Linked DNA regions of Mus musculus: regions 1, 2, 3, 5 and 6 are each linked to region 4. The links are chromatin contacts, called in public HiChIP or PLAC-seq and promoter capture Hi-C maps. All regions are on one chromosome and are shown on one strand. The core of a region is the stretch at or near the end of the contact, and the rest is flanking DNA. Distances in the headings are between cores, read along the strand shown.

The links. Promoter capture Hi-C pulls out the DNA fragments that hold promoters and counts their contacts. HiChIP or PLAC-seq counts read pairs in DNA pulled down with a chosen protein or histone mark.
Region 1: a promoter capture Hi-C map of hippocampal neurons shows a contact between it and region 4, with 4 times the contacts expected there. The contact joins the enhancer-like site here to the promoter of Mrps27 in region 4. A contact is called at or near these places in 9 of 39 promoter capture datasets (the 3T3-L1 cell line, the C10 cell line, cranial neural crest and 6 more), 1 of 15 datasets of contacts at CTCF or cohesin (embryonic stem cells), 4 of 484 Hi-C or Micro-C datasets (cerebellar granule neurons, embryonic fibroblasts, myocytes and 1 more), 2 of 115 datasets of contacts at active chromatin or transcription factors (craniofacial prominence and embryonic stem cells) and 1 of 9 other capture datasets (adipose tissue).
Region 2: a contact with region 4 is called in a promoter capture Hi-C map of hippocampal neurons, with 2.6 times the contacts expected there. The contact joins the enhancer-like site here to the promoter of Mrps27 in region 4. A contact is called at or near these places in 4 of 39 promoter capture datasets (cranial neural crest, embryonic stem cells, hippocampal neurons and 1 more), 1 of 484 Hi-C or Micro-C datasets (myocytes), 4 of 115 datasets of contacts at active chromatin or transcription factors (embryonic stem cells, large pre-B cells and pancreatic cancer cells) and 1 of 9 other capture datasets (pancreatic islet).
Region 3: a FOXA1 HiChIP or PLAC-seq map of pancreatic cancer cells shows a contact between it and region 4. The contact joins the enhancer-like site here to the promoter of Mrps27 in region 4. A contact is called at or near these places in 3 of 39 promoter capture datasets (the 3T3-L1 cell line, the C10 cell line and hippocampal neurons), 1 of 15 datasets of contacts at CTCF or cohesin (the NIH/3T3 cell line) and 2 of 115 datasets of contacts at active chromatin or transcription factors (embryonic stem cells and pancreatic cancer cells).
Region 5: a promoter capture Hi-C map of hippocampal neurons shows a contact between it and region 4, with 3 times the contacts expected there. The contact joins the enhancer-like site here to the promoter of Mrps27 in region 4. A contact is called at or near these places in 3 of 39 promoter capture datasets (the C10 cell line, hippocampal neurons and stem cell-derived epiblast-like cells) and 1 of 9 other capture datasets (pancreatic islet).
Region 6: a contact with region 4 is called in a promoter capture Hi-C map of hippocampal neurons, with 4 times the contacts expected there. The contact joins the enhancer-like site here to the promoter of Mrps27 in region 4. A contact is called at or near these places in 4 of 39 promoter capture datasets (cranial neural crest, embryonic stem cells, hippocampal neurons and 1 more), 1 of 15 datasets of contacts at CTCF or cohesin (embryonic stem cells), 4 of 484 Hi-C or Micro-C datasets (cerebellar granule neurons, cerebral cortex, embryonic fibroblasts and 1 more), 3 of 115 datasets of contacts at active chromatin or transcription factors (astrocytes, embryonic stem cells and fibro-adipogenic progenitors) and 1 of 9 other capture datasets (embryonic stem cells).

What each region holds. Positions count from the first base shown.
Region 1 is chr13:99,737,925-99,742,540 of GRCm38.p6, forward strand. No RefSeq gene overlaps it. Among named protein-coding and RNA genes, the nearest start is that of Gm24471, 48 kb to the left of the region's middle. Within about 2 kb of position 1,612, at least 2 of the 459 cell types and tissues checked have an H3K27ac peak or open chromatin away from gene starts, as enhancers often do. A contact at or near this core is called in hippocampal neurons, where this site is marked.
Region 2 is chr13:99,606,217-99,610,985 of GRCm38.p6, forward strand. No RefSeq gene overlaps it. Among named protein-coding and RNA genes, the nearest start is that of Gm24471, 84 kb to the right of the region's middle. Within about 2 kb of position 3,420, at least 43 of the 459 cell types and tissues checked have an H3K27ac peak or open chromatin away from gene starts, as enhancers often do. A contact at or near this core is called in embryonic stem cells and hippocampal neurons, where this site is marked.
Region 3 is chr13:99,064,792-99,069,263 of GRCm38.p6, forward strand. No RefSeq gene overlaps it. Among named protein-coding and RNA genes, the nearest start is that of Gm35493, 6.0 kb to the right of the region's middle. Within about 2 kb of position 2,865, at least 13 of the 459 cell types and tissues checked have an H3K27ac peak or open chromatin away from gene starts, as enhancers often do. A contact at or near this core is called in pancreatic cancer cells, where this site is marked.
Region 4 is chr13:99,341,813-99,346,208 of GRCm38.p6, forward strand. It overlaps Mrps27 (mitochondrial ribosomal protein S27), which reads left to right and starts at 2,974. Exons shown (of 11, transcript NM_173757.3): 1 at 2,974-3,063. The coding sequence starts at 2,991. Ptcd2 (pentatricopeptide repeat domain 2) reads right to left here and starts at 2,866. Exons shown (of 10, transcript NM_026873.2): 1 at 2,752-2,866; 2 at 1,501-1,593. The coding sequence starts at 2,857.
Region 5 is chr13:99,667,174-99,671,477 of GRCm38.p6, forward strand. No RefSeq gene overlaps it. Among named protein-coding and RNA genes, the nearest start is that of Gm24471, 23 kb to the right of the region's middle. Within about 2 kb of position 3,013, at least 3 of the 459 cell types and tissues checked have an H3K27ac peak or open chromatin away from gene starts, as enhancers often do. A contact at or near this core is called in hippocampal neurons, where this site is marked.
Region 6 is chr13:99,762,668-99,767,022 of GRCm38.p6, forward strand. No RefSeq gene overlaps it. Among named protein-coding and RNA genes, the nearest start is that of Gm24471, 72 kb to the left of the region's middle. Within about 2 kb of position 2,299, at least 29 of the 459 cell types and tissues checked have an H3K27ac peak or open chromatin away from gene starts, as enhancers often do.

The sequences.
Region 1 (4,616 bases), core at 362-2,861, 390 kb after region 4:
TGACCTTCACCCATAACACCTCTACCTGCAGAGTGTCCTATAACCTTAGTTTAGATTGCAGGTTAAGCTTCCTTTCTCCCAGTAAGAACCTGTTCAGGTAACACCTGAGATTTCCTGAAATGCCTCACTATGCTAACGAGGCATCTCGATACCTTAAGCTTTCAGCCAATGACATTTGCCCACCTTGGATATTCCTACCCCCTTAACCCAAAACTATATAACCTTGAATCACTTCAAGTAAAGTTGATCTGCCTCCCCACAGCTAGTCCCGGGGTGTCTTCATTACTATACATGCTCACAGGACTTCTGGCACCCCCTCCTCCCATCCACGATCTCTGTTCCATTTGCCCGCATGGGCCAATATTGGCCAACAATGCCCCCCATGGGCAGGGAGGTCACACTCAATGAAAGAATGGGTGGAGAGGAGTGAGTGGATAGGACGATGCAAGTGAATATGCAAATAATTGAAAACTGGGTTGCAATTGGAGTCATTAAGGAAGTTGTCTGACCACTCCCAATTACTCCTGGAATGGAAATAATATTCATGCAAAATGGTCCCAGAGAACCTCAGCTAAACAAAATTCTGCATGCGACCAGGAGAGAGCATACTGCACGAACAGTAGGTATGTTCAGGTTGGTGTGAAAAATTCAGCAAATGGTGGCTTCTGGGTGAAGCTGTTTCTGTATTCATATTCAAAAAAGAAGCAGAAGGCCTAAGTTTTTAACCAACTCATACTCCAGACCAAGGAGCAGAATCTCTAACAAGAGTCGTCTAAAAATACCTAAGAACTTGCTTTGTTGGTGGTGGTTTAGTTGTTTGGTTGTTTGGTGGCTTAGGTTTTTTGAACTAGACTCTCATGTAACCCAAACTGGTCTACAACTGGCTGTGTTACCAAGGATGGATGAACTTGACCTGATTTTCCTGCTGTCTCCCAAGTGCTGATCAGGGGTACGGTGCCATGCCCAGCTTTAAGCAACCTATTTTGACAAGAACAAACAAAGCCATGATTAGTCAATATTTTGAGAAACAAAAAGGTGTTCAAAATTAAAAGTCAAGATCTCTGCTGAGACCTGGATGCTAAGGAAACTCACAAGCTGCAAACACAACCATGGGAATGACAGTCCAGATCCTACTGGCTCAGGCATTGTGCCTCCTCTTCCAGAACTTAACCTTGACTGTGACACACATCCCCATGCTTCCTCTTTCATCTCATCCTGATGACAGCCCTTGGAGGAAGGTGTGCGAGGGAGCCCAAGAGTTTTATCCCATAAGCAGATAAAGAAAATGAGTGGATACAAAGGAGGAGATCATGAACTGAGAAGCTGACGCCAGGTCCCTGTTCACTGCTCTAGCTTGGAGCAACTCAGAAAAGCTGCCAGAGGCAACCACTGGAGGCTAGAGGAAGAAGACAGACTCTGCAGCTCCCTACAGGGCTGAGTGTGAAAGCTCTCCCTCCTCTTTTCCTCTTCTGCTCATGACCAGTCATCTGCCCTGGGAAACTTCATTTCTAGAGCCATGAGGACCAGTCTTAGTATTAGGTCTTTCCATCTGCTGTTACCTGGGTCTGGAAGACTTTCCATGAGGAGTTGTGTCTAACTTCTGGCTTCTGTTCCAACACTAGCTCACAACACCCTCTGGCACACTTGTGATAAGTTGCCCAACACTTACCACCCACACTCTTTGCACACCACCTCCTCATTTTGTGTCTGAAGGATGAGTCAGAAAGGGAATACGTTGGGCTTCTGAAAATCTCACTTGCTATAGTGTTCAATGTTCCTCAAAAGCCCATGGCAGTCCCCAGCCCATGGCACCATTGGAAGGTAGTGGGGCCTGGCAAGAGGGTGCTCCATCACTGGGGCATGTGCTTAAAGGGGACTGCAGGACCTCAGTTTCTTCTTTTTTGTGCCATAAAGTAAAGAACTTTGCCACATGCTGCCCTCACCATCTGCTGCTTCACCCATGGCAGGTCCCGAAGGAAAGAGGCCAAACAACCATGAGTGAGTCTTCCCAGACTGTGGGCCAGAGCAAACCTGTTTCCTCTTTCTGAGCTGTTTGTTTTCTCCAGCCACAGAAAGCTAAGTCACCACACAGCTCTCACATTCTATCATCTGCAACTGGATATTTTCTTAGGATTTTATGTTTAAAGAAACTGACACTGATCTCTCTGCCGAGAGAGTCTTGCCTGACAGCAGTGGTGTGCCTCTGTATCACAAGGAAACCCTTTTCCAATCTCTATGGTTGTACGGTGCTCCTGTTGACACTGTGAGGACAGCAGCTGTAGTTGTGCTAGGAGCATTGGTTGCCCTCTCAGAAGCTGTTTTCTTCTTGCTTTATTTCAAAACAAACAAACAAACAAACAAACAAATAAACAAACAAGCTACCCTTCCAGATAATTAGAAACTCTGTAATAAACATAGGTGGTGAACTCAGAGACATAGGGCTGGTCAAGATGCTAAAAATAATTGCATCCCAAACCCTAACCAAGATGTCCTGTAGCGGTTTGCATATGCTTGGCCTATAGAAATTGGCACTATTAGGAGGTAAGGCATTATTGGAGGAGCTGTGGCCTTGTTAGAGGAGGTGTGTCACTGTGGGGGTGGAGTTTGAGGTCTCTATATTCAATCTCTGCCCAGTGAGGAAGTGAGCCTCCTCCTAGCTGCCTGTGGAAGCCAGTCTTCTCCTGGCTACCTTCAGATCAAGATATAGAACTCTTGGCTCTTCCAATACCATGTCTGCCTTCATGCTGCCTTGCTTCTTGCCATGATTAAATCTCATGCCATGAGTTAATGGACTAAATCTCTGAGACTATAAGCCAGAACCAATCAAACGTTTTCCTTTATAAGAGTTGCCTTGGTCATGGTATCTCCTCACAGCAATAAAACCCAAACTAAGACGCCTCTAAAGTTTGAGGCTCTCATGGGAGATGAAGCAGAAAGAAAATGTAAGTGCAGGAGGATAACAAACGGGGCTGTGAAACGGTGCTCTCCTGGGAACGACCTCACAGCATCGGTGGGGACTTGCAACGGGTCTCAATAAGTCTAGGCCCTATCATCAGAGAATCATGGATCAGAAAGGGGCTCATAGGGCCCTACTCTTCTCTGCTGAGCTATTAGAAACAGCTGGATTTTGAGGGTAATCACTGTCTTCAGTTCTGAAGGAGTCCATGAACCTACAGTGAATGTTTCCAAAGCTATGCTCACATAACTCAATGGGTCCCCGAACAAACAACAAAGCAAGGAGCAAATGTAGTAAAGGGACTTGTGGGGAGGAGCATGGATGATGGGGTGGAAGAGAGAGTGAGGGTGTGGGGAGGAGGATGGATGACGGCGTGGAAGAAAGAGTGAGGGTTACGGTAATCAGGATATCCTCTTTGAAACTATCAGAGAACAAACACAATAAGTGTTATTTAAACAATAGCTGGGTTCGAGTTTTTCTATGGGGTTTTTTATTTTGTTGTTTGTTTGTTTCTGGTTTCTTATGAAAAGGCTACCTTTTTCAACCCCTTTACTTCTAGAATAGTCATGTGACTATGTACCAGTCAATGGAATATGAATGGAGTAATGAACCCCCAAATTGTATCCTGAGAAGAAAGGGAGCAGGGGACGTATCCACATCCCCATCCTTTCCTCTCTTATCTTAATGTAAAGCCGAAGATGTGGTAATCCACCTTCGACCTTGCTGACCACCCCCCCAGACCTACAATAGAGCAGCAAGGTAGAAGGACCCCGGATTCCTAACACCAGACAGCTGCCAGTCCAACCCTAGACTATTCACCTCCAGATTGTTATATGAGAAAGAAATTAGATTCTCTCTTGCTTAAGCCATGATCATCTGATTCCCTGTAATAGCAGCCAACCTGTAACCTAATAGAATCTGAAATTACCATATTTATTTGTTTATTGTATATTGTTTTCTATTGCCCCCAGAATGCAAGTTCTAAAAGGGCAGGGACCTTGGTATACAACACAGATACAGCAAGCAATAAGAATGAATCAGACCATTCAGATTCGCTGCTGTGTGACTGGAGATACAAAAGCAGAAGTGAATTGTGTGTTTTCATTGACTGAGCTCCTGCCCAGGCTGTGCTTGCTCCCAGCCATTGCTCCCAGGTAGTAGGACCCCATCAATAGATCTCTAAGAACTCACTGCCTTGATCTTAAAGTAAAGTTTTCCTGGCTTTTTCTCAGTGCTTTGAACACTGAGCTAAGTTTGAGAATGCCTTTGAACCAACGCCAGAATTGAGAGTCTTCTGGGATGTCACATGGCATCTGGTCCTTCTTTAGGTCATCACCATGGTGCTCTGTTTCTCCCCTTTCATGGCGAAATATCCAAACATGAAAACCCAGATTATCAACTATGCAATCTGCCCAGAAAGGCACTCTGAGGGCTGACTTGGGGTGATGTATGACCCTGAGTTTAAAAAAAAAAAATCTACCTTGGTTTAGAGTTGTTGCCATCTGATAGAAATATATACTGGAGCGCTGTTATAATCTTAAATTTTATGGCTGCCACATCACATTTAAAAAGCAAATAAACAGAACTAGAAGATTTTATGTTAAATGAAATAAGCCAACCATGGAAAAGATAAACATTGCACTTCCTTATTCATATGTGG
Region 2 (4,769 bases), core at 2,170-4,669, 260 kb after region 4:
TCTTACCAAACCTTAGCATTTGCTGGAGGAGTTAGAGAACCCTGGCAGTCCCTGAGACTTTAATCAGCAAAAACATCTGATGAGAGAAAGAGAGAGAGAGAGAGAGAATTAGAGTTCAAGGTTCCCTTTTGTTTACATAGCCAAGCACCTAGCTGGGGCTTCCATTCTGGGCTCTGCAGAGCTGCATGCTGACCGCTCTGAGTCCATGCTTGCTGCAGAGGGCAAGACCATCTAGATGGGGCTTCCTGTCATTGTAGGAATGGTAGAGTGGAGAGAGAGAGAGGGAGAGGGAGAGGGAGAGGGAGAGGGAGAGGGAGAGGGAGAGGGAGAGGGAGAGGGAGAGGGAGAGGGAGAGGGAGAGGGAGAGGGAGAGGGAGAGGGAGAGGGAGAGGGAGAGGGAGAGGGAGAGGGAGAGAGAGAGAGAACACAAAAGAACTTTTAAGACCGCAAATCTCACAAACATAGAGGCCATGGTAACCTTTGAATTTGTAACACACCCAGCCTTTCTTTGGTCCTCTGGACACTTTGATCACTGGGCTTGCAATTAAGATACCCACCACTAGAGGTGCAGTGTTGTGTATTAGCCTGCAAAAGCAAGTATCCTCTGCTTTGGCAAGGAGGTACAGGTGAATACTGGTAGCTGCTGACTTACAACAGTTGCTTAGAGCAGTGGTTCTCAACCTGTGGTCATGGCCCCTTTGGGAATGCAAACCAGGTATCCTGCATATCAGATATTTACATTATGGTTCATAACAGCAGCAAAATTACAGTTATGAAAGAGCAATGAAATAATTTTATGGTTGGGGTCACCACAACATATGGAAGTGTATTAAAGAGTCACAGCATTAGGAAGCTTGAGAACCACTGGCTTAGAGGCTCCTGTGGATACCACGACCCCACACTCAGCTGACACACCTTTGCAATCCATATGAGTTTTGTTAGCTTTACCCTAGGTACCTGGAGCGAGGCATCTGCTTCCTTGGAACCATCTGCTCATTGGAAGTGGTTAAAGAGCTCAAGAGTCTGTACTTATAGCGAACCAAATCACAAACTCTTCCTGACGCCACCTGGATACATCGGGTTTGCAAACATCCAGAAAAACAGTCTTCTAAAACCACCCCAGTCTTGGCTCTCCCATCCTGGGTGAGCATGTAGCCTAGCCCAGACTGTCTGCAAGCTTTTCCTGAGTCATGCCACCATCCAGACTGGCCTGATGAATTCCAGACTTCACATCACAGGTCATCACATTCATCTCCTTGGCAGTGTTTGTGTGTTACTGGAAAGTGACAGTGTGACTTTTCTGCAGCTTCCGGGGCAGCCATGGAACCAAGCTGAGCTCTCCTGGAGTTGTCTCTCCGTGCAGGCAATCAGCTCCAGTCGCAGAAGTGGCAAAAGGAGCCGTGCCACCACATGCATCTGAATGTCAATCAAGGCCAGGAGTAACCATGCTTAAAAGCGTGGCGTGGGGTATTGTCCAGTCCTGGAGAAGGGAAACTAGAAGCACGGGCCAAAGGAAAAGAACGTCAAAAGCAGGATTCGCCAATTTATTTACTTCTTATGGATCTACACACGAACATACATGCTGACTTGATGCCAGTTTTACTGTTCCAAACACACTCCTCCAAAGTTCCAAATACTTACTGAACACCTGCTGTGTTCCAGACATCTTGACCAAGGCCAGGCATCAGTCTTGCTTTAGTAGAGCCAGGAGCCCAGCATGGGAGAAGGAGTCCTTGCCATCGGTTCACACCAATAGCTCAGGGATCACAGCCCGTGAGGAGCATGACCAGGAGGCCCAGGGACTCACAGAAGAGCAGTGTGATGGCTAATATTGATTGACAGCCAGATTAGACTGAGGGACACCTAGGAGGAGGTCAAACATGTTCCTGGGAGTGTCCTTAGATGGCTTAATTCAATGGTGGTTTAAAATTGGACTAGGTTGTTGGGAGATGGCAGAACAATGGAACAAGAGGTGGTTGGGATAGAGGTCACCAGGGCTATGTCCTTGGGGGCTGTGGCTTGTCTTAGATCGTTCACTGACCTTTGAGTCAGCTCTTCCTCCACAAACTCCACTGTCATGAGGGCCTGCCTCAGGCAATGGAGCGGCAAGTGGACTGCAACCACAGGCCAGGTAAATCTTCCTTTCTTTCTTTAAGCCATTCATTCACTTGGTCACAGTGACAATAAAAGCACAGGGTGATGTGCTAGTGTACAGTGATCAGCAAAGGCTGGTTGTTTAATTTCCAGCGAGGTTGCAAAAGTCAGTTGTTTGCAAAACTTAAATGGGCTTTACCACTAACTAAATTATGTTAAAGAACAAATATTTAGAAGTCATCCCTGCCTTGCTCTTCTTACAGTTTCTGCGGCAGAGAGTGGTTTTGTTCTTCTTATCTGTGTGGGTGACAGAAATCTAGAATGACAAATTCCTGTTTTCTCTCCCCAGCTCCGCTGGTCATCATGCTGCTAGCTCCGAGTTGGCCACAGTGATGTGCTTACAACACAGATAAGCAGCAAAGGTGGCTATGGATTAGAGCTATTTTTGTCCCAAAGAGATGAGGGTGAGGTGTTTTCGAGCATAGCACCACCTGGGGCCAATTAACAGGGAGCTGGGGTTAAGCTGGAAACAGGAGAACTGCACAGGAAGAGGAAGGAAGGCTGAGCAGAGCCCACCAGTCGTCTCCTCTCCTCATTCTGATCTTGCTATTGAAGCACAGCCATTGTTCGGTCATGGAAGCCACTGGCTCAACTATACAGTTACATATCCCAGCTTTCATGATGCTTAGTGTTGGAGCCACTGGGAAAGGTAGTTTGACACTCCCCTGCCCCCTCCCCACCCCACCCCCACACACAAGGGGTCGTAACCCACAGGTTGAGAACTACTGAATTAAGACATAAACATTGTCTTGAGGGGTGACTTTGAGTGTATCTAACATGAAGAGGGAGGAGTGAACAGAAGAACTAGTTTATGCTAGTGGAACAGGTTGATAGTGTTAACTCTCAAATCCACAGGTTTTGAGCTCTTGACATTCCCTGCTTTTTATAATCTGGTGGGAGGGGTCTTGCAGGGGCAGTATTGTGTCTCTAAGGTATCAGTCTACAGGTTATGCAGAAATGATGTGGGCTACAGAATAGAGCCAGGTGGGAACTGGCCAATCTGGTGCCGAAACGGAAGCCTTTCTTCCTGCCTTTCCCTATTCTAGTCTGTGAATAGCTTTCAAATCTTGCTTCCACATTCTCAGGTCCTGGGTAGAATAGCCAGCTCTCTCCTGCCTGCTGTGAAGCAGCTGTCTCAGGGAGAGGCCTTTTGAACTGAAGCACAATGAAAAACCCCTTTAGCTGGTCGCTGGCATTCTATGTACCCTGATTTCCTAGGAGAGATGCTCGTCTCTATAGAAACTGCAGCGTCACAGTGTTTCCGGACAGTAATGGCTTCTTGCAGAACAAGCCTCCTATTGGACATTCAGATCAGGAAGGAAGAGGACCCTGGAGCCATCTGTGGCTTTACATGTCTCCTCACCTTCTTTCTTCTCTTCCCTTCTGTCTCTTTCCCTCCCTCTCTTCTCTCTCCTCCCTCTGCACAGCCAACAGGAAACAATCCCAGCTATGCAGAAGCCGTCTGTGTTGTCTTTTTACTTTCTTTCATGAGGCAAGGTCAGGTTTTGTTACCCCCATCTCCACCCCTACCCCTGCACCTCCACATCTGTACCTCCCAGCCTGCACCCCACACACCTATATCCCTATGCTCTGCTCTCATGCAGAAAGTACAGAAGGGACTCACTCCTCTGAACTCCCTAAAATTCATGCTGCTTACGAAGACTCAAGGCTTGCTCAGGCCGGCCTTCCTCAAGCCCCTCAGGTCCCCTAAGAGAACTTTATGAGGGGCTTGGGGGCTCAGGAACTCTCACTGTTAGAGACTCTTACTTATTGTCTTCCTCTTAGAGGTCAGTTCAAGGTCATACACAAGAGAAGAGTCTCTCCTCCTCTTCCTCTTCCTCCTCTTCCTCCTTCTCTGAAACAGATAGTCTCTGCCTTATAAATAGCTTGGATCATGGCATTTCTGACAGGAGCCCTTAGAGTGTTTATCAGGGCCCAGTATACTAGGCTACTATGACTTCTGATTGCTCCTGTCAGGCACGTGCTTTCCAGAGAACACTAGAAAATGAAATGGCTTTCAGTACTCTGCCCCCACCTCCACCCCCACCCCCTTGCAGGCTTCACTCTGCAACTGAAGAAATTGGAAGGCTTTGGATAATCTGTGGGCTCAGAAGTGAAGAAAGAAATTGTGTCGTGGGACTAGGTATGTTCAAGGAGACTCCTGTCTGTGTGGTGTTTGTGCCCATGTCCCTGTGTGACAGCCACTGGCTGGTAGTAGCTTCCACAGCCAGGCTCAGGACACGGTCACCAGCACACTCCTTAAGCATGCCAAACCCTTGTCTCACAGTGTTCTTGTACAGCTGAGCCATTCCTCCGGTGTCTGGTTCCTCCTACTTGGTACACAGCCAGGCTTTTGTCTCCTTGTAACTTCAGGCTGGCGACAAGCACAGTGACTCCAGATCACCTCAGGCCTCTGGGTGAGGGTGCCAGCGCCACAGATGGAAGGAGCCTCTGCCTCTAATAAGTCACAGGTCCCATAAGGCCAAGTCCCCTGGCTGCTCTTTCTTTTGAGGGGAATCACAGCCTAGTCATGATTGTCAATTGGTCCAAATCAACTTTAGTGCCAGGTAGCCCTTTCATATTATTTTCATGAAATATTACTTCAGGGTATTAAT
Region 3 (4,472 bases), core at 1,615-4,114, 280 kb before region 4:
TTTACTTGGTTGGTTAAGAATTGAGAGTTCATCTTGGTAGATTTTTTTCCTTTGACCAGTACGAAGTGTCCTTCCTTATCTCTTTTTTGGTAACTTTTGGTTGATTGATTTTATTTGATATTAGAATGGCTACTTCAGCTTGTTTTTTTGGTACCATTTGCTTAGAAAATTGTTTTCCAACATTTTACTCTGAGGTAGTGTCCCTTTGTCCCTGAGGTGGGTTTCCTGTATACAGCAAAATGCTGGGTCTTGTTTACATATCCAGTCTGTTAGTCTATGTCTTTTTGTTGTTGTTGTTGTTTTGTTCGTTTGTTGGTTTTTTGTTTTGTTTTGTTTTGTTTTTGTTTTTTCAAGACAGGGTTTCTCTGTATAACCCTGGCTGTCCTGGAACTCACTTTGTAGACCAGGCTGGCCTCAAACCCAGAAATCCACCTGTCTCTGCCTCTCAAGTGCTGGGATTAAAGGAGTGCACCACCACCGCCCGGCAGTCTATGTCTTTTTTGGGGGAACTGAGTCCATTGATGTTAAGAGGTATTAAGAAAAAGTAATTGTTGCTTCCTGTTATTTTTGTAGTTAGGGGTGGAATTATGTTTCTGTGGCTATCTTATTTTGGGTTTGTTGAAAGCTTACTTTCTTGCTTTTTCTAAGGTGTAGTTTCCCTCCTTGTGTTCGTGTTTTCCATTTATTATCCTTTGTAGGACTAGATTTGTGGGAAGATATTGTGTAAATTTGGTTTTATCATGGAATATCTTGTTTTCTCCATCTATGGTAATTGAGAGTTTTGCTGTGTATAGTAGTCTGGACTTGCATTTGTGTTCTCTTAGGGTCTGTATGACATCTGCCCAGGATCTTCTAGCTTTCATAGTCTCTGCTGAGAAGTCTGGTGTAATTCTGATAGGTCTGCCTTTATATGTTACTTGACCTTTTTCCCTTACTGCTTTTAATATTCTTTCTTTGTTTTGTGCATTTGGTGTTTTGATTATTATGTGGCGGGAGGAATTTCTTTTCTGGCCCAGTCTATTTGGGGTTCTGTAGGCTTCTTGTATGTTCATGGGCATCTCTTTAGGTTAGGGAAGTTTTTGTCTATAATTTTGTTGAAGATATTTACTGGCCCTTTAAGTTGGGAATCTTCACTCTCTTCTATACCTATTTTCCTTAGGTTTGGTCTTCTCATTGTGTCCTGGATTTCCTGGATGTTTTAGATTAGGCGCTTCATGCTTTTTGCATTTTCTCTGACTGTTGTGTCAATGTTTTCTATGGTATCTTCTGCATTCTTTTATCCCTTGTATTCTGTTGGTGATGCTTGCATCTATGACTCCTGATCGTTTCCCCTAGGTTTTCTAACTCCAGGGTTGTCTCCCTTTGTGATCTCTTTATTGTTTCTATTTCTTTTTTTAGGTCTTGGATGGTTTTGTTCATTTCCTTCACTTGTTTGATTATGTTTTCCTGTAATTCTTTAAGGGTTTTTAGCTGTTTACCTGTGTTCTCCTGTATTTCTTTAAGGGAGTTATTTATGTCCTTTTTAAAGTCCTCTATCACCATCATGAGAAGTGATTTTAGATCTGAATCTTACTTTTCTGGTGTGATGGTGTATCCAGGACTTGCTATGGTGAGAGAATTGGGATCTGATGATGCCAAGTAACCTTGGTTTCTGTTGCTTATGTTTTTTTTTTGTTGTTGTTGTTGTTATTGTTTTTGTTTTGTTTTGTTTTGTTTTGTTTTTTGCTTATGTTCTTATGCTTGCCTCCTGCCATCTGATTATCTCTAGTGTTACCTGTCCTCGATATATCTGACTGGAGCCTGTCCTTCCTGTGATCCTGGTTGTGTCAGAACTCCTCAGAGTTCAGTTGTCTCTGGGATCCTGTGATTCTGAGATTCTGGGTGTGTCAGAGCTCCTGGGAGTCAAGCTGCCTCTGTGACCCTGAGATCCTGGTGTGATCAAGCTCCTGGGATCCTGGGATCCTGGGATCTTGGGATCCTGTGATCCTGTGGTCCTGTGGTCCTGGACATGGTAGAGCACCTGGGAGTGGAGCTTCTTCTGGGTGTTGTGGGACTGGCTATGGAGTTCGAGCCCAAGGTCTGCTCAGGGCACCAGCTCAGACTGGAAGCAACCTGTACCACTGGTCAGGTGGAGTTCTTGGGTGCCTGGATCCCGCTGGTACCAGTTACTCCCAGTGTTTGGGCAGATGTTGTGTCCTCCTCACCACTGATCCTATGATCCTGGGCATGTTAGAGCACTTGTGAATGGAGCTTCCTCTGGGTTTTGTGGGACTGGCTGCAGAGTTCGAGCTCAAGGTCTTCACAGGGCACCGGCCCAGACAGGAAGCTGAAATATCAATTCTGACTTGGCCAGTTACTCTACATTTCTCAAAGTACACCCAGTGCTGGGTGGGCTGGGGTTGGATCTCTGCTGTCACAGAGCCCAAGAACTAGAGTGTCATTGAGGATTTGGTGGCAGCAGCCTTCTAAGAGACAAAATGTGTCATAGGCATTTTGTGGCCTGTCCGCCCCAAATCCATTTTCTCCTCTCTAGAGGGCCATGTGTTCCTAATTATCCTTACTGTTAGGCGTCACCAGTGGGTGTTATTGAAAGCCACCAAGTAGGGCTTTTTGGAAAATAATTTAAAACTGGGCTGACTGCTGGAAAACACATCCACTTGCCTCTTTGTTCTTTCTTTTGATTCTGGCTAGAGTGGAGTTAGTCACTTGTTGGAATTTTGGTAGCTATCATGGATTGTGAGGCAGTTTAGAGGCTAAAGCCTCTTGCTGAGGAAGGCAGGGCAGGCAGACATAAGGCAAAGCAGGCTTCTGGTGACTGTGGCACTTCCTATTAACTTGGGATCGGTATGGCTATGACTAATGTTTAATCTTGATTGTCAACTTGACCAGGTTTAGGAGCAGCTTGGAGACAGCTCCAGGAGTATCTGTAGTGTATTGTCCAGAGATGTTTAACTGAGGTAGGAAGACCCACCCTGGATGTGGGTGGCACCATTCCACTGACTGCAAGCCCAGAATGAATAAAAAGAAGAAAGAGAGATGAACACTAGCATTTACCTCTCTCTGCTCCCTGACCAGTGGCCTCTGGCTCTGTCCACCATGATACAAGGTACCTTTAAACTGCCAGCCAAAACAAACCCCACCTTCCTTAAGTTGATATTGTCAGGTACTTATCACAGCATCCAGAAAATCAATACAATATGGGTGAGAAGGATACAGTGAGCTTCTCCTTTAAGGCCTTTTTGGTTATATTTTCTGTCCTCTGTCAACCCTGAGCCTAACTTACACATATGGACTCATACACTTTTATTGCTGTGAAGAGACACCATGACCAAGGCAACACCCATAAAGGAAAGCATTTAATTGGGGCTGGCTTACAGTTTCAAAGGTTCAGTCCATTATCACCATGGCAGGAACCATGGCAGCATCCAGGCAGGCATGGTGCTAGAGGAGCTGAGAGTTCTACAGTTTGATCTGCAGGCAGCAAGGAGGAGACTAGAATTCCACACTTGGTGAAGCTTGAGTGTAGGATACCCCAAAGCCCGCCCCGCCCCCACAGTGAAGTACTTCTTCTAACAAAGCCAAACCTCCTACACTCTGTGGGCCAAGGATTCAAACAGGTGAGTCTGTGGGGGCCACATCTATGCAGACCACCACTGACTGCAACCATGGGAACCAGCCTATACATTCACATCTTCCAGAAGGAAGGGGCACAGTTGTTGTTGCCCTGGCTCCTGCTCTCTGAGATTTACAACTCTTGGATCATTAAGAAGACTATTTTCACTCCTTTCTTTATCTCTCCATTCAATATGGAGATAAGCCAGAAGTTCAAGAAAATAGATCCTCCTTTCTTTCATCCTTACTGTCTCAGTCTGATTTCTGTGCTACAACAAAAGACCAGAGACTTGGTACTTTGTCGAGAAAAGAGGTGCATGTAACTACAAATTGGGAAGCCAAGAAGTCTAAGATTTGGGGGGTCCCATCTTGTTGAAGCCCCCTTAGCTTCATTACAACATATAGAGAGATGGAAAAGGAACTAGCCACACACTAAAGGAAAATCATGGTGGAGGAGTTGAGCTCTCAGAACTTGCTCCTGAGAGCAAACTGGTTTCCTGTGGAATTCACACTGATGCCTTATGAAGGCCCTGCCTTCAAGGACCTAGTTTCATCCCCCTTAGACTGCAGTAAAGGTTCTGCCACCTCCCAACTCTTCTGTACTGAGGAACAGAGTTTCAGGGCATGAATCCCGGGGGACTCATTCAAACCATACTCCAAAATAGATGGTATTATTTGAAACAAAAGGACCTTAATTGATTTTTTTTTTTTTACTATTGTGTTTACTGTAATACTGGGGATGAAAGCAAAAAAAAAAAAAAAAAAAAAAAAAATCAATTGTGGGTTCTGGGATCTGAACTCAGGTCCTCAAGCGTTCTAGTCCAGTTGCTGTGATAAAACCCAAAAGCAAGCCGGAGAGG
Region 4 (4,396 bases), core at 1,724-4,223:
ATGGCAATTAGACATAACAGCAGGGAGTACTTCCTATGCAAACCTCAGATAGGCCCAAAATACCCAAGATCAAAAGGCAAGCCTGGGGCCTGGAGATGGCTGAGCTGTTGAGAGCACTTGTTACTGTTGTAGAGGGCACACAGTCAGGGTCTACATGGCAGCTAACCACTCTCTGGAACTCCAGAGGACTCAGTGCACTCTTTTGGCCTTAGCACTGCAAACACATAGTACATACATGCAAGCAAAACGCCCACAGACTGCCTCCTTGACTGCTAGGGCTTGACCCTGAAAAGCAGTGAGAAGGAACAGGACGGGAGGGATGGAGGCATGAAGTGTCAGTCAGTCTCTCAGTGGGATCTGGCTGGGAACTGGCGGTGGCAAGAGGAAGGAGTGTTGGGTGTGTATCAGAGGGTCACAAGGCAAGCTGCATAGGCAGGAACGTGAGAGAAAGGTTTAGAAGTGGAGGTAGGGAGATGATGGTAAGAGTGGGCAGGGTGTGATGTTCATATGTGAAACTGTCTTAGGTCAATAGTAACCAATGAGGTCTTTTAAAAACGAATCAACAAAAGCCAGAGGAAGTCTTAGATATGCTTATCAAGGAGTTTGAAGTCTTCAACCTGCAGGACAGAGGGAATGAACACAAGATTGCTAAGATATGACAGGGACTAAAGCCAAAGAACTGGTGTCCTCATGTTTTTAGTGCTTTTTACATGTTTTAAATATTTTGATTTTATGCAGGCATGCATGTCTGCACAAAGGTTTGTGCACATTTATGCCTGCAAAGACCAGAAGAGGGCAACGGAGGAGTTGAAGCTAGACCATTATAGGCAGTTCTAAGTCACCCAATGTGAGTGCTAGGAACCGAACTCAGGCTCTCTGGAATAGCAGCAAGCACTTTTAACTCCTTAAGTATCTCTCAAAAGTAGGAGGGAAAAAAAAAAACCAGTATAATGACCCTCATCTGGCAATCAGTCTTAACAGGTGCCAAGTTTGCTAATTTTGATTCTTCTGTGTAGCCTAAATACAGTGAGCTTTTCAAAGTAAATCCTAGATTCTAAAGTGTGAAAAATCCAAATGTACTACCACACCATGGTCTTACTGACCTACAAGTATATCACAGGTCTACGGTATACTTAATCAACATTTGAAAGCCTGGACTCTTGAACTATGTAGTCTATTCCAATCTGCTGCCTTTCCAAGTCTATCTCTATCGATCTCCCAATTGATGCTGATGATGGTCCTCAAATCATATTCTGAGCAGCAGAGATCTAGATGACTGGCCACAGGGCTAATATCACTATTTTCGTGGGGTTCCTAGGGGCAGGGCTAAAGGAAGAGCCATGGACTTGAAGTACCAGAGTCTGAGAGAAAGGGTTGATGAGGAAACTAATGGTCACTCTGTCTTTTTTCTCTCTATGAGATAGGTCTTGAAAGAGTGAATAGAGACAAAGGAGAAATATGAATGACAGACGATTAAAGAATTAATAAAACAGATATTACCTTTGGTGCCAGGTAGGTTATATGCAATAGCTATCTTCTTATGTTGAAATTCCTTTAACTTCACAATGTTATCTGTGAGTAGGTATCTTTTAGCTAAAAAGTAGAAAAAGAAAATAAAGTCATTTTGATTGCTCTCCCCCTCCCCCGCAGCAAATAAGAGCATGGTTGCCTCTAAAGGATCCATCCAGAGAGGTACAAATACTATATATCCCTGGTGAGAAGCAAACATCTCCAGTCAAGTATTGAATGCAAGTCTTACATTTGAAAGAGGTAGGGATTGATGGAGTGTGAAGACTGGTTGACAAGATGAGCTATGAAGAACAAATGGGCATTTGCTATCTAGTTGGGGGCTAGCAATGCAGACACCTACACACACACACACACACACTGCAGACACCTACACACACACACACACACACACACACACACACTTTTGCTTGGTTTATTTTGGGAGAAACATGAAATATTGGGAAAAGCTATATCATGACTTCCAGTTTTGAAACTTCGGCACTGAAGATAGCCTTTCAGATCTGGACTCAGTAACCCTAGATCAGAAATCACTGACCACAGATCAGCAAGTCTGGAATGTACCCTTCTGCATCGTTGGCTGTGCATGAGATAAAAACAGATGAACCGTGCACTGAGATCTGACACAGTAAGGTAGTAACAAAAATAGTTGTTTATGAAAAGGCAGTCCTGTGACGCTGTCAGATCTGGGTCTTTAGTTCAAATACAGCATCTGCCAGCTCCCTGTGACCTTGGGCGAGTGACAACCTTGTCTACTTCCTATTCTGTAAATGAAGAAGGGTACCTCTGTCACTGGATGCTATGTGTGTGTGTGCGCGCCCACATTATAATAATTTTATTATCAATAGCAGTCACGCCTTCAGAAAGGCGGTAAGGAATAATTTGGGGGATGAGGACGCCTGCCTCGAGTCTTTGAGAATGTAAGCAGCACAGCTTGGGTTCCCATCTCTTAAACTCCGCACCAAAACCTTGCAGAAAAGGACACCCGACGACTGAGGTATGTTCTCGAAGAGCAACTTGGACCTTTGCAAGTGCAGTCCCTAGCTGCCCTTTGCTTTCCAGGCACAGAGCAGAGGGGTTCACAGTCCGGAAGCAAACCGGGCTGCTCACGCGTGCAGCAAAAGGGAAAGGGCGCACGAGCCTCCTCCAAAAAGAGAGGCCGCGGTGGGCTCACGCTCCCTTCTCTTCCACCCTCCCTCCTTCCAGGCGTGCGGCCGCTCGTACCTCCGAGAGTGCAGCGGCAGCAGGCGGAGCCTGAGCCCGTCACCCCGGGATGCAGCGAAGGACGCGGCACCCGCAGGCGTTCCAGGGGCCGAAACACTGTAGCCATGTTGTTCCGGGCCGGGCTGCACCATCTGCGGGACCCGGGCAGGGGGGACCTCTGAGGTGGTAGGACCACTTCCGGCGGAGGCGGGCTCTGTGCCTGTCCCCCCACGCCCGCCTTCCACTTGGTGCGCTCCAAGATGGCGGCTCCCATGGTGCGGTGTGGGATGCTCCTGGCTCGGCGACTAGACGCGTCTCGCCTTTGCCTCGCAGGTTGGTGGCTGCTGCCTTGGAGCTGCAGCTCCATTTAGGCCTCCCAGCACGCTGTTTATTGAAGGAAGGGGGTGATGGGCTTCCAGGAAGCGCATAAGTGCGTCTGGGATCCGGTTGCTAGAGAAGCCGTTTAGGGTATTGGTAACCCAGAAAGGAAAAATAATCCCTCTTCTTTAAGGCTAGTACCCGCCATTCCAAACTTTTGAAAAGTAGGGGAAGGCTGTAGCATGAGGTTCTGCGTATGTCTTGCAAGTTTAATGTATTAAATTAGTAGACTTCTTGGTGATCATGAAAAACCCAAATATGTTCACTCCGTGGGCTAGAACAGTTTTCTTCCCCTGAGATTTCTTTGGAGGGTCATCAGGCAAAAGTTTTCCCTCACTGCCTTGTACTTGATGACCCGAACCCTTGGTCTTCATCTCCTGAAAGAATTTTTCAACACTAGCCTCACTTTACCTGGTGACCTTGGCCACAACTTCTGCCTGACATTTCTTTTTTTTTTTTTTTTTCCACCAGTAGGTAAACAAGCAGAGCGATTTGATGGCTTGAGTTGAATCACATAATCACTCAAAGCCTTTTTAGGGTACCTAATGGTGAAAATACGTTTTGAAGTTTTTGCAAAACCCGAGTTTGTAGTGCTTACAATCTCGTAATCCTTGAAGATGTGCCAGATAACAGAAGTAAAATGAACTAACCACACTTGGATGTTTGCAATGCTGCTTGTTTTCAATCAGACTCCCTTAACACCAGTCACAAAAAGAGAAGCAATGCTCACTTGCTCTCACTCCTGTAAGTGTACAGCCATTTAAAAACTCCACAGTTGTCCTCAAGAGTTTTCTAAAGATAAAGTGTTTGAACTACCTGGCAAGAACACTTCATATCACACATTTGACAAATTGATACGAACAATATTTGGCACTAAGAGTGCTTTGTAGAGCTATTTGGCATATTTAATTGTGATTGGTAGTAAATTCTTTGAAGTTTCATAAGACCCACACTAGTAGATACAGGAGAGTAAGTTGGTTGCTTATAATGGCTGGGGCAACTATTGTAACAAAGGAATGGAAACTACACAGAGCAACTTGAGAGAACCTTTACTTTGGCAGTTTATACTCTGAAGCTATCCCAACTTGGTAGTTGCTAGTACTTGTAGCTATTTAAATTTAAGTTGAAGATAAATAAGATTAAAAACTAAGTTTCTTCACGGCAGTTAGTGTTTTATGTGGTCAGTACATCCATGTAGCTGATGTCTTTTGTCTTGGACAATTTAAAATGTAACATTTTTATTTCTACAGAAGTTTTTTGGACACTGCATTAGACCACAGATGGAGGC
Region 5 (4,304 bases), core at 1,763-4,262, 330 kb after region 4:
ATGTTCATAATAACCTCTGAGGATATGCCGTGATTCTTCAAAGGGAAACAGCAGCCTGGCACAGTAAAGTAATTTCCCTCAAAGTGACTAAATCAAGACTCCTTCCTGGGTCTTTGAAGCTGAACCTTTATTCCCAGTGGTGAGCTTCCTGGGCCACCTTGTCCCTCCTTGCTGACCATGCTGCTCTGTGGTAACTTGTCTTGATTGATGCTTCATTGTTTATCCACTTCTTGGGAGGCTATCCTGGCCATTTTTCATTTACCTCTTTTGTTCCCAACCATACCTAGTCTGTAAACTATTAAAAGGCAGGCCTGCAAGAAGGGATTGTTGTTGTCATATTTGTCTTCTTCGTCATCTTTCTTCTTCTTCTTCTTCTTCTTCTTCTTCTTCTTCTTCTTCTTCTTCTTCTTCTTCTTCTTCTTCTTCTTCTTCTTCTCCTCCTCCTCCTCCTCCTCCTCCTCCTCCTTTCTTCTTCTCCTCCTCCTTCTTCTTCTCCTCCTCCTCCTTCTCCTCCTCCTTCTTCTTCTCCCTCCCCAACTCATCCTCCTCCTCTTCCCCCTCTCCTCCTCCTCCCCCCTCCTCTTCCCTCTTCTTCTTCCTCCCCCTCCCTCATTTCCTCCTTTTTTCCTCCTCTTGAGGCTCCTTAGAGTGTACAGAATGCACCTATCTACACTGATTGATGCTGTCCTTTGGCCTGGGCCCTGGCTGCAGCCTACAAGGCTCAGGGTGCACCATAGCCCTGTCCTCTGCATCGCTAGCTTTCCTCCCTTGGCCCAAGGTCTGCCTTTTTGGTCTCTCTAGAGAAATGTCTCCTTTTCTTGCCCATGAAAAGCCAAGTTGTGTGTCTGCAGGATTTTTACAACAATCCTAAACTAGCCACTTATATCATTATATGTCATAGACTCCTCCAGCCAGATATGTGCAGAGCTTCAAGGACTTCTGTGTGAAGAAGGTCATAATGGCGTACTGAACTTTTAGAAGTTTCATTTAACCAAATGGATGCACTTGTGTCAAAGCCTTCTCCCTTCATTCTGAGATGCAGACCTCCATCTCTCTGTAAATAGCGTTTCCGTTGATGGATAGTTTAGAGTGTCCTATACTGCTTATTTAGGGATATGCTTTGGTTTATTAATAGAATACTCTCAGTCACCTTGGACTATTCTTACTGACAAACTATAACACCATTTTTAAAAAGTCACACATAGCATCCTCAAGCTGTCTGCTTGATAACGATTTTGCTGCAGCAGAGCGAGTGAGGCCTTGGCTGGGGTTCAGCAGGTTGTGAGTGTCACCAGGTTGAGGAGGAGGTCTGGCTAAAGCACTTAAAAGAATCCTTCCCATACCTACTCATCATCGCTTAGGAAAATAAGTATTTTCCCAGTAACATGGCCGGTTTATGAGTTGTACTTAATTCTCTCTCTCTCTCTCTCTCTCTCTCTCTCTCTGTGTGTGTGTGTGTGTGTGTGTGTGTGTGTGTGTGTGTGTGCGCGCGAGTGAGGGGGAGGGAGTGTTAATGTTGCCATGGTAGCCCTCTTTAGTTCCAAACCTTTACCTTGTCGTTATGAACAATAATTAGATGTAATGCTTTATGGTGGTGAAGTACCTCGTAAGCTCCTGATAATTGTAAAGCAATTAACTCAGGCTCCCTAAGACACCGGTTGGTGTGATTAACCCCATGAGAAGATGCAGCCTCAAAGAAGGGGAGTCACGTGGAGAGAGCAATTCTGCTTTGTAGTGGCACAAAGATCTTCCAATCGGAACCTACACCATGTCCACCATAGGCCAGCCCCTGCCCTGAGGCAGGGTGCTCAGATGGTAGGGTGGGGTGGCAGAGGACTTGTCCTGAGACCCCTGAGAAAGAAGTAAGCAACACTAAAGCCCAGGCATCTAGTCCTTGGTGTGTTATTTTCCTGGGTATGAACATATAACTCCTATAGGAAAAAAATCAGCTTTTGGCTTGGAAAGGAACTGAGAAAGTCACAGGGGATACGGGAAGAGGAAAACAGGCTGCTTAGCTAGTGTGAGCTAAATTTTCTTGAAATCAATAATTTTGTCTTCCCAAAGCTGTGGCATTTGGGATTAGTTTTGAGCCTGCCAGCTTTCTAATTATTGTCCTATGAAATAAACAATGCATATGCTCGTAGGCACCTATAGAAAGCCAGGAAGAGGGTGCACAGCCTTGATGCAAAGTGCTATCAGTTATGTATACCTATATCTACAAGAAGGATGATTTTGTTATATTGTGTATTTTATAACTATTCATTTAACATTATACATATCTACATAGATAAATGATAGAAAGATGATAGATAACAGATGATAGATGTTTGTTTGTTTGTTTGTTTGTTTGTTTGAAGACAGTTTCTCAATGGTTCTGGCTGTCTTGGAAACTTGCTCTGTAGTCCAGGCTGGCCTCGAACTCACATAGATCTGCCTGCCTCTGCCTCCCAAGTGCTGGGAGTAAAGGCATGGGCCACCACGACCCAGCAATAAATTTTTCTTTTAATTGCAACTACGCCCCTTGAAGTGAATGGGTCATGCCCATTGGCTCTTTTGTGTCAATTGAAACTGTATGTCCATCTCCCAGCTCAGCTCTGGGAGGGCTTAGCAATAGATGGCAGGCTCAGCCAGGGCTCTGAAGGAAACCTGTCTGTGGGGACATTTGGGACCCCTGAGACCACCTTCACCAATGTTTTGCAAATGGGAAGACGGCCCAAGTCAGTCCCTGCCGAGCTGCAGTCTCCTGAACTCCTCCGCACAGCCAGATGAGCCCTGTTACCCTAAGAGCACACAGCTGCCCAGATGCTGTGCTGGGAATGGAGGAGTGAGCACGGTGAGTCCCGGATTCTGTTTTACTCCAACCAAGAAACTGTGTAGCATATTTGGAGAGACTGTTTGTACCAGAAAAACCAATTTGCTGTGATTAGTTCCATTCCATTGAGGAGACTTTCGCTCTCTATGCATTTGAGAAGCAGATTTGAGTCCCTTCTGGTGATTTCCCTCTGTGAGCAGAAGGCACTTCCCAAAACTTCTATTACAAACCAAATGCAAGCATGACTAGGGCTGCTTGGGTCTGCAAGATAGAGAGCCTGTGAGGCGTGGAAAGATGACGTGGCCCTTCAGTGTCTGCTGGAGTCCTGAGAGGATGGAGAGGAGCCAGGCATAGAAGGGAGACCTTGAGAGAAATGGGCAGGGCTCTCTCGTGTCCAGTGTCACTCACACGCATAGTTCTGTGGGTGACAAGGACTAATGCTGATTTATCTCTGATCCTTACAGTGTGTGAGGAGCTCAAGCCACCGCTGAGCTAGAGATGAAAGAGGAGCTGTGAACTGCAGGCACAGGGCCTAACCTCAAGCCAGAGAAACCCACAGGTCTTCTGGAGAGTTTTCAGAGAGCAAGACAAGAGTGGAGGAGAATGAAAGGCATCATGGGAAAGCACCAGAGAGGGGAGCAGCTCTGAGAACAGCCCTGGGAGAAGCAGGGTCCTGACAGACGTTTCCCTTCTTTCTGTCCCTATGCAGGAGCCAGCACATTCCATCTTTCTTTCATAAAGATCAGCACACATTGTCATACAGACATTCTGTTACCAAAGATGGACCACCAGTGACTTCTACACATTAGCTAAGGCCTTATGGATTGATCTACCGGTAAAGGGATATGAGAAGATGCTAAATCTTACCAGGGAGGGGAGTGGGGGTGTGTGTGAGGAGAAACTAGCCACTGTATCCATGCTTGATGTCTTTAGTTAATCAGAGAGGATTCTTGGTATGCCTGGTATGGATAGAAAAAGAAGATGGAAGTCTGGATTGCTAGCAGGCATCCCTCTCCATGTTTCTCATTTTCTGCCGTTCCCTTTCATCCCCTCCATCCTAACCCAAAGGAAGCCAGTGTAGGTGGTCACTGCAGGAGGCAGAACCGGGACTGGGAGGGAGCAGCCTACCCAGGTGTGAGCACAGGCTGCTGCAGGTGGGAACCTGTGGGTGTCACCCAACTGGTGCTTGTCAGCACGCTCTCTTTGCCTTGGAGAAGGCCAATAAGATCTGTTCTTCCCAGTGTTGCAGGCTCATGAGGCCTGGGTTCAAGTGGGAGCCACCGGGAGAGCAGGCGGCACCTCCTTTGTGTTCCTCACACGAATTTGTAAGACCTTGCATGTTTACTCCTGGCGCTGCATGCATGCAGTTTTCCTGATTAACACAGCAGGAGCCCTGTGCAAGAGAACATCAGAATTTATGGGAGCAGCTGCTCTGCCAGCAGCAATGGCTTCCCAGGGAGGCCACAGATTGAGGTGTTCAGATCCTGGAGAA
Region 6 (4,355 bases), core at 1,049-3,548, 420 kb after region 4:
AAAACAGTTATTTATTTCTTCAGTGCAAACAGGCCAACCGTTTTCACATTCTGAAAAGCCCCCTTCAGACTTCACATTTATCTCTGGGGCCCATCAACATTGGCCAACTCACGTCACTTCTCCATGTCCCTGTGGCCATCTTGAGTGAAAAGGTAGATCTAGAAGTTCTGGGCTTCAGAAGAAGACATTGATTCTCTGAGGGTCAAAGCTCTCCCTGGCCCACCCTTGCCTATGGCTTCAGAATCCTTTCTTCTCTAGCTGGCCCTGTCCATCAATGAGTGGAAATGTAAGGCTTCCTCAGAAAAGGTTGCAGCAATGTGCCACCTCTGGGCTTTAAGGCAGTTGGTGAATTATTTATAATGTCTTGAATGACAAAATAAATTCCCCCTCCCAGACGTCTAACCTGAATCCATAGATTCAGCATGTGCATCTGCTACAGTAATAAGAGGGCCTTTTAAGGTGGAATGCAGCTATCAATCCGTGCCTTAAAATGGAAAATTACCCTAGATTCTCTAATTATGAACATTTTTCAAAGCAGAGAACTTCCTCTAGTTAGAGGCCTGAGAGATTCGGCAGGAATGTAAAGTCAGAGGTTGGAAGCACGAGAGGGCGTTCATTGTTGTTGCGGGAGGGGCTACATGGAAAGCTTGACCTGGAAAGGGGAGACTTTAAGACCAAAGTCTTAGCAAGCCGAGAGTCTGCAGCCATCAAGAAACTGAAAAGGTCAGCTCAGGAACTTGGGGAAGGTCATGAAACACTTGCCCCTCTGAGGCTAATGATCATTTCTCAGAAAACAGGGCAGAACCAACCAGCTGGATGGAACACATTCCAGGACTCTGTGTTGTTCACCTTCAGACAATGGAAGTCCTTGTCACCTCATTCCCTAAAGACCAATCAGTTTAAAGGGTGCACTGTTTGGCCAATCATATTGTGCCTAGTTGCTGATGCTCTATTCTGCCCCTGGAAACCATATGAAAACTCACCGAAAGGGTGTTGGGGGGTGTCACCTCTCCTTCAGGTCTGGGATGACCCCAGTGCACTGGAACAATAAATTCCTCTTGCTTTTTGCATCGATTCCAGCTCCACGTGTTTCACTCCAAGGGGTCCCCGGTAAGCTAAGGCTCCCCAGAGTCTTACAAAACTAGGAACCCAAGTCACAAAGAAATAAACTCAGCCAAGAGCCTGGATTCTCTAAGAAACAGAGCAGCTCCAGAGCTCCCAGAAAGAAAATACTGCCTGCCCACATCAGAGAGACACCACAGAGGATCCGTCTATGATGCTGTGACCAGACTTCTGACTTACAGAACGGAGAGGAAATTACTTGGAGCTGGTTTAAATCACTAAATTTGTGGAGCAGCAAGAGAAAATGGATGCACAGATGTCCCTGACAACCGCATTCCATTAGCACGAGAAGCTCATCGTTCAGGGACATCTCTTGCATCTGGTCTCAGAATGGCAGAGTCTGGCCTGCAGAGGTGCACTGTTTCTGGTCCCTGGGCTCTGTTTCTCTTCCAGCAATCAGTATATTTGAAAAATAGAACAAAGCAAAGCCTGTAGGGAAAGAGGAAGAAAGGGAAAATAGGCAGGAAAGGCAGGGGAGGGACAGGTATGATGAAAGCGTTTCCGGTGTTGCATCGGCATCTGACCTTGACAAAACCCTCTTCAGAATGAAGAAGTCAGGCCTCTGCCTGGCCATATGGAAGAATAGGGGCCAGGAATGCCCTGGGATTATTTTAATCCATGCCCTGGGACCATTTTTAATCCAGCAATCGAAATATCTGTAGAGAACATCCTGTGAGCTGCCCCTTGGCTGTGAAATGCTAATGAGCCAAGCTGGCTGCCAAGCACTGTGCGAGGCCCAGGTGGTGCAGGAGAGGGCAGGCTCCAGGGGCTCCAGTGTCTCTCTCAATTCCACAGAGGAGAGGAGGCCCGAGCTTTAGATGCTTCCCCTCTCCTCTTACCCCCCCCCACTTCCTTCTCACTTCTCTTTCACATCCCAAAGTGCATCCTGAAAGCAACCCCTCCCTCTCTATCTCCCTTCAACCTTGTGACATAAGATTACACCATTAACTTTTATTCTGTATAAACAGAAAAAAGAATGAAGCCAGGATTTAAGGGTTCACCCAAAAGTCATTGTCCCCCAGTTCTGAAGTCCTCTTGGGTGTACACAGAGACATTTGCCTACCCCTCCCACCCAGCCTCCAACACCTTCTAGCAAGCTCCTGTTTCCAGCCCTGGCTCCAAGGCAGCAGACACTAGGAGAGCAGAGGCGACCACAGATGATCCACCCATCATGAAGAAACACTTTTTGTGGTTAACAGAGCCTTGGGCAACTACCAACCCCACCCTCGCAAGAGCCTATGGCTTCTCCCATCTTGTAAAATCATGATAATGAATAAATTCATTCTCCAGATGACACAAGTACCCAGCAGGGACCTGCACTTTCACTTTAAAAATGGAAGACTTGGGAATGGTAGATCCTGTCTGGGCTTCGGTGGGCGGCTTGTCCATGGACCTCACAGAGGAAACAGTAACGCAGTAGGGATTTGAGAGCTAAAGGAAGTTTGTTTTCCTAGTGGCTCCCCTGTCCATTTCATCCATCCACTTTGTAACCGGTACCGTGTCCGTAGATTGTTCACCCTGCTTTACTCTCTAAACTCTATCTCGGCACCAACTCTATCATCTGGAGAGTGCTATGTAAAGTATAGCCCTGGTTAAAGGGCCTCCCTCCTCACAATCAGCTAAAGGAGGAGAAAGCCACCCACTACCAAGTCTTCAGCAGTAGGCTAGAAGCAGAGGTATGAGCAACAGAAGGAATCAGAAAACTTTAACCTGGGCTCTGCCGTCCAGTCCCATCTGCAAAAAGCATACCCCTTAGCTTCAATTCGTCTTTCAGGATCCACTGAGTCCCATTTCTGCCCCACAGAGACACTGCCATCAGCCGTGCTGATCTCCAGGCTGGGCCTTCTGATGAAATTTTACTCCTGAGGCTGGAAAGAGGAGCCTCACCTAGCACAGGGTAAACCCTTTCCTTAATGAAATCACTTTTCATCGAGGATGCCATCTGCTGAAAATTACTATTGTGCAGAACACAGTCTGTGGCGCTGTTAATCCTGATTTCCCCCTTTCTTCCAAACCTCATTACATGCATGTGTAAGATTCTTCAAGAAGAAAATTTAACAATTGAGTTCCTGCCGCACCAAACACAATAGTATACTATTTACCACCACTGTGCCCAAAGCATAAGCAGCAGACATGAGGAATTCATCTGACCCTCATATCAAACCTCTGAGAAAGAGTCTCTTCTTGTCATCATCTTACACACAAGGACACGGAGGTAAGTGGTTACCCAGAGCCTTAGTTTTTATGTAACAAATCTCTGCTTCAAACCCTGAGCACAGGGGTTGGCTGAAATCTGAACCACTGTGCTCTCAAGACTCCCCGTAACACAGGCTGGATCAGTGCCACCACCGAGTGGATTTTAACACTTACTTAGTGTTCCCTGGGCTGTGAGAGTGCAGACAACAGGCTCCTTACCCTGGCTCTGTGCTCTTGTGCTCTGTGCTCTTGGGTGTTTACCAGCACAGAGGTCGGTCGACAGAGCAGGATAGGGAGAGGAGAGGTAGCCTGGTTCCAACACATTCCCTCATCACATTAAATGTAGACAAGGGAAATTTGACCTTTAAGATTTGTGACATGGTGCCAAAGACTGCATGTTTGGTTTGTGTTTTTTAAGTACTTTAAATCTTTAAAAAAAGAAAAAGAAAAGAAAGAAAGATTTGTCTTTCAAAATCCTTTTAGAAAATCAAAGGAAGATGAGGGTGCTATGAAATATTTTGTATCTAATTGAGAAGCTTCTCTCTCTCTGGTGGCCATAATGCAGTGACCATGATTCAGGGACAGTGCTATTGTCCATACCTGTATCATCAGCATTTGTTCCTCACCTGATCCTTAAGCCACAGGTTGGTTTTAGGTCTACTCTCTGGGCCTCAATCTTTCTGCATTCCTGAAAAGTTTCTAGAATGTTTTTTACATGGATGATTGCAGAAGACCAGGGAGACATGTCCAACAATGAAACATATGCAAAGATCCTCTTGTCATGACTCCTCCTTTGATCAAAGCATCTGGATTCCAGCTTCGGTGTGACAGAGAATACACTGACCCTGCCCAGTTGGGAGGGACACAGAGTTCCACGCATTAAGTGTGGATGTGCACCTCTATATATAGACTGCAGTAGTCGAGACTGGGAATGACCTAACCAGCTCACTAACTTTACAGCTCCGTATTAGACTTTTCTCCCCAAGTCCTCTTCGGCTACCACACCTCAAAGCTAATTAAAGATTAGAAAATACTAA